Regions from separate parts of the Mus musculus genome. Here region 1 is linked to region 2. Evidence: chromatin contacts called from public HiChIP or PLAC-seq data. All regions are on one chromosome and are shown on one strand. The core of a region is the stretch at or near the end of the contact, and the rest is flanking DNA. Distances in the headings are between cores, read along the strand shown. Region 1 overlaps Dis3l2 (DIS3 like 3'-5' exoribonuclease 2). Region 2 holds the start of Dis3l2 (DIS3 like 3'-5' exoribonuclease 2).

Evidence for each region. HiChIP or PLAC-seq counts read pairs in DNA pulled down with a chosen protein or histone mark.
Region 1: an H3K27ac HiChIP or PLAC-seq map of heart atrium shows a contact between it and region 2, with 7 times the contacts expected there. The contact joins the enhancer-like site here to the promoter of Dis3l2 in region 2. A contact is called at or near these places in 1 of 484 Hi-C or Micro-C datasets (embryonic stem cells), 10 of 115 datasets of contacts at active chromatin or transcription factors (bone marrow-derived macrophages, embryonic stem cells, heart atrium and 2 more) and 2 of 9 other capture datasets (adipose tissue and embryonic stem cells).

Annotation. Positions count from the first base shown.
Region 1 is chr1:86,929,280-86,933,725 of GRCm38.p6, forward strand. Dis3l2 (DIS3 like 3'-5' exoribonuclease 2) reads left to right here. Exons shown (of 21, transcript NM_153530.2): 10 at 1,475-1,554. Among named protein-coding and RNA genes, the nearest start is that of Gm41909, 3.4 kb to the left of the region's middle. Within about 2 kb of position 2,477, at least 17 of the 459 cell types and tissues checked have an H3K27ac peak or open chromatin away from gene starts, as enhancers often do. A contact at or near this core is called in heart atrium, where this site is marked.
Region 2 is chr1:86,700,750-86,705,230 of GRCm38.p6, forward strand. Dis3l2 (DIS3 like 3'-5' exoribonuclease 2) reads left to right here and starts at 3,055. Exons shown (of 21, transcript NM_153530.2): 1 at 3,055-3,122.

The sequences.
Region 1 (4,446 bases), core at 1,227-3,726, 230 kb after region 2:
ATACATAATAACATCAAATAAATACATCTTTTTAAAAATGGGGTAGATGTTAGAAGGACAGGGTAGAGAAAGGAATATGGGAAAGAATAACAGACTTTTGAAATTGCCATATGGAAACATATTACTGTAGAATATGCATGTACATATATACATAGATAGATAAAAAGAGTTGAAATGAAGTTATTCTAGACCCTCCCCCACATACAAACATTAAAGGCGCATTGCTCTTGGTCGCCTCCAGAATTCATAGGACTTGGGAGATCAAGCTAGTATCAACCTGGAAGCTTCATCCCACTGGCTACCTGTGGGTATAAGGATAAATTTTTCAAATGTAGTTAGGGATTATGCTGGTTTAGTAGATCCTGACTTCACTATCCATAGATAGTTAGGTTTCTAGTACTAGGCATGCTTTCTCTCTAGTTGATGGCCTTGGTGCTCAGTTAGAGAGCTCTTGTTTACCATCAAGCTATACATGCCATTACTGCACCTTTAGTGTTAATCTTGCCATGATGTTCATTGTTGTTGTTTATACGCATCATAACTCCCTCTCCTGCAGGCTCACTGACAGTAAGATAGAAATTCCTCTGCTGCTCTGTGCAGTAGGCAGCCTACACATCTACATGCTGTATACCCATATAGCTAAGTAGGACTTTTGTTTGCTTCTCTTCCTTGGAAACTTGCATAATGCCCTCTGGTATAATGAAAGCTAGTTCCAGAGAGGAGGTTTTCCAGTCAGATCCAGCTCAGGTCCTCTTAGTCCTATCTGAAGTATATAGTGTCTTCAGCTTGCTGTAGTGTATGTATAGAAGCCATAGCAAAATTTTCACGGGTAGATCCTCCCCTTCCACCTTTTTGAAGCAGGGTCTCTCTTTTTGTTTCTGTCATACTGTGCACCCCAGGCCAGCTGACCCATGAGCTTCTGGGCAGTTCTTTTATCGCATATTCCATAGGAGTGCTGGAGTTATAGATGTGTTTACCACATTCAACCTTTTGTGTGTGTTCTGAGTGAGGCAGTTGGCTGTCCCAGGGACACAAACTGTGATCTGGAATGTTTCTGATATGGTATAATAGAATTATATTATGCTTAGCCAGATTAACTATTTGGCCCCATTTTTTTAATAACTATTCCTGAGTCCTGTCCCTGTCTCAGATACCACGTAACATTCTTTGGCATACTCTGTTTACCTGAATGAGAGAGGGTGCAGAAAAGTATCTGTAGCTGATCCTTGAAGGACCTGATCCCATCCCCATTGACAGGGAGGCCACAGATCAAACCTCCCTGCTGCCTGATGGTACCTGTTCTCTCTTGGGGCAAGGAGAAGTTTGAGTCAAGTCACAAAGAGGAAGAGAATGGTGATCACATCTCTGACTCTCCTAGCCTCACATTTCTCTCTCCTTATGTGCAAAACAACTGTTCTTTAACATTCTGTGACAGTGGATTATTTGTGATAATTCTGTTTTCCATCTTTCCTAGGAAAGACTGTATCTTCACCATTGATCCATCAACTGCTCGCGACCTTGATGATGCCCTCGCCTGCAGGCGGCTCACTGATGGTAGGATAGACATTCCTCTGCTACTCTGTGCCGTAGCAACCTGCACACCCGTGTGCTGTACACCCATGTCAGGCTTCCTTGTGCTGTTTCAGCAGCCTAATGGGCAAGGACGGGGTTGCTTCAGTCCCGAAATTGGCTATACAAGCTAAGTAGAGTGGGGTGGCAGCAGACACTACCTCCTAAGACATGGTTGTCTAGGCCTGACTTGCAGAAGCCCCTCTATACCATGTAGCTCTTTGTCTATTAAAAAGACTGTGAGGGCTGGAGAGGTGGCTCAGTGGTTAAGAGCACTGACTGCTCTTCCAGAGGTCCTGAGTTCAACTCCCAGCAGCCACATGGTGGCTCACAACCATCTGTAATGGGATCCAATGCCTTCTTCTACTGTGTCTGAAGACAGCGACAGTGTACTCACATACATAAAATAATTCTTAAAAAAAAAAGATTGTGAATGGCCAACTGACTTTTCAAAAAGTCAGGGTCTCAGTCATGGATGATTGTAGTAGACAGAATAGTAGCAGCTGATTGTCGAAAGACTTGGAGACAGTGTGAGGAAAAAACCCCTAACAGTTCTCTCCATCCCTGCAGATACATTTTCTAGGTATGTCTGACCCTTTTCTTAGGGGTGCCTTGGTGACTACTATGACATTTATTATTCTTGAAGATTACTTTAGACTAACATGGCCTTTGATGGTGTACCAGTGAGGTATGCATAACTTTTTATGTTTGTCTGCCACAGAGCATTGATGGCCTACCTTCAAAGTATTCACCCCTCATCTTCTTCTGGTGCAAACCTCAGTGTTTCCTTCTCTGTTGCAATAAATAGTGATGATTATCAGACAGAAGCTAAGAGACAGAACATGCTGCCTAAAACTGCTTAGCTTCTTTTAGTAGGAGCTCTCTCCACCCACCCCACAAATAATCCTGTGCATAAGACTCATGCGTGCTAGGCAACACTCTGTTACTGAGCTGTATCTTCAGCACAGTACTCTCAGTTGTGTTTCTATAATCTAAAATTAGGACAGCCTATTTACAAGAGCAAACTTTGGCCCAACGCCTTACATTCTGATTACGCTCTGCTGTGCACCTCTTGCTTGAACAAGCCTCCTCTCTCTGCAGATCCTACTCTCTAAAACACCAATATGAACAGTACCCAAGGCAGAGACCTGGTGATGCTGGGCCTTCATCTCCTGGGGTTATTGCTCCTCTCTGTTAGTGGTTGAAAACAGCTGTTCCGTTTATTCTCTCTAGTTTTAAGTTGTTTATAGCAGAAGTCTAATATCTGTTTCTCTATCTCTGATAGCCTCAAACTCTTGAACTTGCAGGGAGAGCAGGGAGCTAGCATATGTCCTTCCTCACTCACTCTGCAGGGCCACTTCACACTTCTGCTATGCAAGTGTGAGGGCAAAGGTTTCATGGAGAAAATGCTGCAAGAAAAGCAGATGAGCAGCAAGTAATGTTCTTTATTTGTCAGACCATACAAAATCACATAGACATTGTTCTGCAGGAATTCAGCCACAGCAGGGAGAAATAAGTTATCAAAAGACTAAAGGAAAAGGAGAAGAGGTAGGCCAGGAAAATGCCAGAAAAAGTCACACGTATAGGCATACAGACCTGGACTGGAGATTATAAGCAAGATCCGTGAGGAGTGAGGTAACAGAGACGAGAAAGAGAAGAATCTGTGGAAACAGGTGGCAGAAGGGACAAAGAAGAGACAGAGGTGGGTCATCCTGGATGGTGGGGAAATATCCACAGGTAGAAATTGGAAAGTCAGGAGGACATGCTGCTGGTTTTGATCAGGCTACCACATGGAGTTGCCTGTCTCATAATAAGCATTTATATGAATTACTGCTAACCTATTTTTAAAGGACAAGAGAATAAATAAAGAGTAGATGGTGTCATAAAGCTATAGCAGGAGAGCCCTGAGGGGAGACAAGCAGCGTACCTAGTACAGAGATTGAACCTAACCTCCTAGGAAGATGGGATCATAGGCCATTTTCCTCTCTGTCCAAATTTTATAATGTGGTAATAGTAGCTTTATAATGAAAAAGCTTTGTAGTAAAAAATTATGAGGTGACAGGAATCCCAAGCTGCCCAGAAGTCACCCATCGCACCAAGTGATCAGAGCCTTCCTTCTATGTGCTTGGTATTTCTTGCATTCCAGAGAGACAGTTGACATCTGTGCATCTGGCGGGGCAACAGCATAAGGAAGAAACCAGCGAAGTCTTGGGAAAAGCCGAGGTAGTCAGTCAAGCATTTTTATGGTGGCACTTCCACAGTTGGCCATTGGGACAGCTGGATCTGCCAGGATCATTTATCCAGGGAGATGAAAAGCAAATAGGCAAGTCCAGTTTGGATTGGGATGGCCTTGGCTAAGTTCAGATTCCATTAGTTACCAGTTCATGTCAGTTCCTACTTAGAGGAAAATATTTACTGTTTTAAAAAGCAAATAATGTTTTCTGGCCATATTTATATAATCTGTGTTTATTTAAATAAAATACTGTATAAAAGGTATGTTTTTCTTTGGTCTCACAGAAATCATCTGAATGGCTATTGTGTGAAAAATCAACTCTACAGACAGATAGAGCTTTCCAATGCTCACACTTCCTTCCATAGAGTTCCAGGGTACACCCAGGTCTTTCCTATCAGGTGCAAGATACAGACAATCAATTGTGTAACATGTTAAATTTAACCGAAAGGAGGAGGAGGTGTATCCCCACCTCCCTTCCAAAGCAGAGCTTCTACCATGCATCTGATCTGGGATTCGCTCCTTTAGCCCCAAACACACCTAAGGAGAAGGAGCACTCCCCAGCAATGTGGATTCTTCACTTTGCATAAGAAAATATTTAATAAAAAGTGGTATTGTAATGATATCCCAGAATCTAAAGACAGTAA
Region 2 (4,481 bases), core at 1,805-4,304:
TAGTAACTGCTCTCTTCCCTGTCTCTGATGCCAATGGAATTGAATGGATGGAAAAAGACAACTTCTGGGACCAGCTGATGGCAGAATGTGTAAAGATGTGGTGATAGGGAACGTGCAGTTATCGACCACTCCTTAATGCCTGCTGTTGTGACTGGGTGGGTATTAACACGGAATCCTGAGCAGAGGCAATGGTGGTCAATAATCAAGATTAACCTACCCTGGAAATCTCTAGGACAACAGCGGCTCCTTCTAAGTCCTTAACTCATCAGTGAAATGGGGTTTAAGAGCAAGGTCACAGACTGCAGGTTTATGTCCTTCCAAATTCATATTCTGAAAACTGGTCCAAGGTAATAGGAGCTGGAGCTTTGGAAGGTGATTGCAACACAAGGGTGAAGACATCAAGAATGGGATTGGTATTTTTATGAGAATGTAGAAAGCCAACTGGTTCTTTTCCTGTCTGATCAGGACAAGGCAGGAAATAGGAAGTCGGTCCCGACCAGACAATCTGCCAACACTTTAACCTTAGAGTTCACAACTTCAGGAATTGTGTACATTTCTGTTGTTTAAGGTTCCCAGCTTATGGTTGTTACAGCAGACAAGACCAAGGTGTAGACACAAGGCCTCCTAAAATCAAACTGGTGTGCTTCTGGAGGCTGGAGGCTCTTTTCATATCCCAGCAGGGCATGGGAGTTGTGGTTCTGTTCATATGCTGGGTATTTGGAGACATTTCTCAAAGCACTTTGCATCATTAATGGACTGTCAATCACCCAGAAACCAAACATAGATTAGGCTTACCATGTTGAAGGGTAGAGCTAATTAGGCCTTCCCGTTTCTTATGACACCACTGACATCCAACAGAAACCCAACCAAATGGGGCCTAATGAATCACCTGACCCTTCTTCAGAATACACTCTAAGGTATATGCTAGACAGAATTCACCGACTCATGCGTTTGGGCCTTCTCTTCTCTAGATCATGAGGTGGCTTTATACCTTTTATTCACAAAACAAGTGATATGGCTTACTTTTATCAAACCATCACTACTTACTGGTCCTGGTTTGCTGTATTATATCTAGGCCTTTGCTATAAAATGAATGTCTGTCCTTCCCCACCTCCCCAACACCTAAAGAGACAGTATCGGGAGGCAGAGTTATTGATTGATGATTAAGTCATGGGCATCTAGTCTCCATGAATGGAACAGTCTCCTTGTAATAGATTCTAGAGTCCGTATTTGTATTTTCTGTCTTTCGGGAATATGGCGAGCAGATTCCTGATGATCAGTCAGGAAGTGGCTCACATCAGACACTGACAAGGGTCTGTGACTTAATTTTGGCTTTCCCAGCCTCTGCTCACAGACCACTCAGTCTCTGGTATTTCGTTTCTGCAGTGAGAATAGATTAAGATAGCTCTCTTGACTATATCGTTCCTGTATTCTTCAGCCACACATTTAAAACCGTTTACTTGGTTTACTTTCATAGACAGCTGGTTAAACCAATTGTGAAAAGACTCACAGTTTTTCACAGGAAATCATTATTTCTAAATCCTTTGGAAGAGCTTAAGGGCACCCTTGTTCTAGGAGGATTATACATGGACCAGAAAGGCATGTGGAGCAAGGCTCTTAGCCCCCATCCACTACAAAGTGTGCTGTGGACTTCCTTCAGCTCACATGAGGAAGACAGGCTCACTAGACTTAGGAGTCATGGTAGTACATGCACTCAGCCTTCACACCAGATGTTCAGTCAAAATGTGGTCTTAGACACTAATGATCTTGACTCTCCTTCCTTTGTCCTTGCCATTCTATTCTTGAGTTTATTTTTGGTTTTCTTAGCTCACCTCCCATTTCTGCCCCCCACCCATACCCCATTTGTTTGTTTGTTTGTTTTTCCAATCCTTTGTTCTTTGTCTCTACTGGATTTCCCCATCCCTGTTTCCACTATCCTGCTTACTAGTCACAGAATCCCCAAACCTCTGCCATTTATTCTCTGCAGTTAGAACAGGCAAGGTTTGCTTACACGCAAGTTTGTCTAAGGGTTCTGAAAGGATCTGAGGAGGAGCGAGAAAAAATAAAATAAAATAAGAATCCGCAGGCTCATTCCTTAAGCAAGCATGGAAGTTATACCAAGGTGGGGCTTCTTAAAGCAGGAAGAAATCCAGAAGTTTCCCATATCTTCTTTTCTTGACGCTACATGGAGAAAAACGAAGCTGCCTCCTTCACACGTAGACAGCTGGTTAAACCAATCATGAAAAGACTCACAGTCCAATGAAGTGCACTCCACTCCCTACTTTGACATTGTAGTATTGAATTTTGATTATTCTACTGGCATCACTGAACACATGATCTCCACAACAGTTGGCAGCTGTGACCAGCTCCTCACTAACTTTTTTTGTTTGTTTGTTTCCTTTTCATACTTCCCAGGACGCTCTTTGGGTTTCCTTCTCTGTGGTTCAGAGTCCTCATGTTTTCAATTTTTGATCCATTTGCCTATCAGGCCATGCTGCCTTCCTGCAGCCTTAACACCACATTGCAGGTATTCCATGGCTTGACCCACTTTCTCTCCCCCTCCACTTGGTTGAGGTTTCTTTGCTCTTCTCTTCTTTTGCCTAGGCTAGCCTTTCTCGCACAGGCTTTATAGCTTCCTTCGCTCATCTGAGCTAGCTGGACACTGTCACCTCTCTGGTTACCAGCCTGCGCGTGCCAACAATGCACCTAGTCCTGTACAGGTGTCCAGTGAAGGAGTGATGGGCCAATGCTTGGATGAATAAAGACTTGGTAACTAGGAAGGTGGTGGCGTTGGTGCTGAGAGCATCCAAAAGTCAGGTGGAACCTGCAACGTGACAACGGCTGGGTGGTGGGTTTAGGATCCAGATAGCGCGAGAGGGACCCCAGTCAGAAAGGCTGCTGTCGCTAAGGCGGGAGCCGCCCACGCGGGATGAGCCTCGTACCGCCCCTCATTCAATCCCGTGGTCCTGCAGCGACCACCGCCTCCACCGCCCACTAGCCCCGCGCTTCGCTCTTGGCTCAACCCGGCCACCGTCGCTCTCGGAACGCTCGCTCGTGACCCGGAAGCGCATTCTCCCTAGCAACTGCGGGTCTGCGGCGCCGCCGGCCTCCCGGGAGCGACGGTGAGGCTCCTGCCCCCTCCCCCTGCGCACGCCCCGGCCGTCCGGCCTGGCCTTCCCTCCGCGCCGCGTTTCGCGGCCGGGACCGTGCGTCCTAGCCTCACGGGGCGCCCGACCGCGGCGCCTCTGGTCGCCTTCCGCCGGCCCCGACCCGGCCTCAGGCTCCTCACGCCCCGTGGGCCCTAACTTTTTATATTTCAGTTCAGTGCGAGAGGAGGGAGAGGGGACTGGAGTCGGTGTCTGGGAAGCCGCGACTTTCCGAGGCTTGGGGCACCTGGGGACGTGTTCTCTCGTGGGTCCTGATGGAGGCTGATAGGCTTGTGGTGCCTCCGGAGTGATGAGCGGCAGCGCTTGCTGATCACCCGAGCTTTCCAAAGTGATATAGACTTTATCAGGTGTCTATACGCTTTGAACCGAGCATTTATTTCCCCGGGAGTTAGCTTTGCAGTTAGGAATGAGCTGTGGACAGTATATTGTATTTTAGCTGTTGTGGTGTCCAGTTTTATACAGAAGGGACGTCCTGGGACCTGACTAATCTTGGGAAAGATTGCAAGTAAAATTTACTCCGTTAAATAGGGCCAGGTGTAAATATATCTCTGATTTACACTTCAAAAGATAACAGTGGCACCGAAAACCTCTTTTGAGTTTGGACAAGTGACACCAAAAAGACCTTAGACATTGCTGTTCTTAATAGAATGATGGCGTGAAAACATAGCTGTGAACAATTTGCAGAATTATTTAGGAATAAAATTCAGGAGCCTTTTGAGATTCATCATTGAAAATGGTATCATTTAGTTTCAGTACTAAGCACCTGTAGTGTTAATGCACTTGAAATAAGTTTTAGAAGACATACGAGGTTGTACACATTCCACCATTGGGAAAACAAGAAGATGACATATGATTAAATACAATCTATGTGGTAGGTATTCAGTGCTGTGTAGTAGGTTAGGGGGTGGGACTTTTAGGAACATAGTTGATTTGCCTCTAAAGGATAGATACACTATGTATTGGAGGGAACTGAGCGAATGAAATAATTTTGTAAATAATATTCTTTAGGGCTTGGGAAACGTTTTCACGTGGTTTAGTTCTTATTTAAAAAATTAAAGTCACTCTGATCCTGATCCATTTCTTTAAGAACACACCATGTTCTTACCCCGTCTAGATCTTTTGCTTCTGCAGTCAGTCTTATTTTTATGTAAAACACAACAGTTTAAGCAGAGTTACTGTTTAATACGTGAGACTTAAGAGTCTTGTGGAAATTTTGCTCTTTGACTGATATTCTTTATTTTTGAGTGTTTAATGTGTAGCAGGCGCTGTGTCAGGAGACAGCAAAAACAATGGTTACTCAGCAACCAATTACTA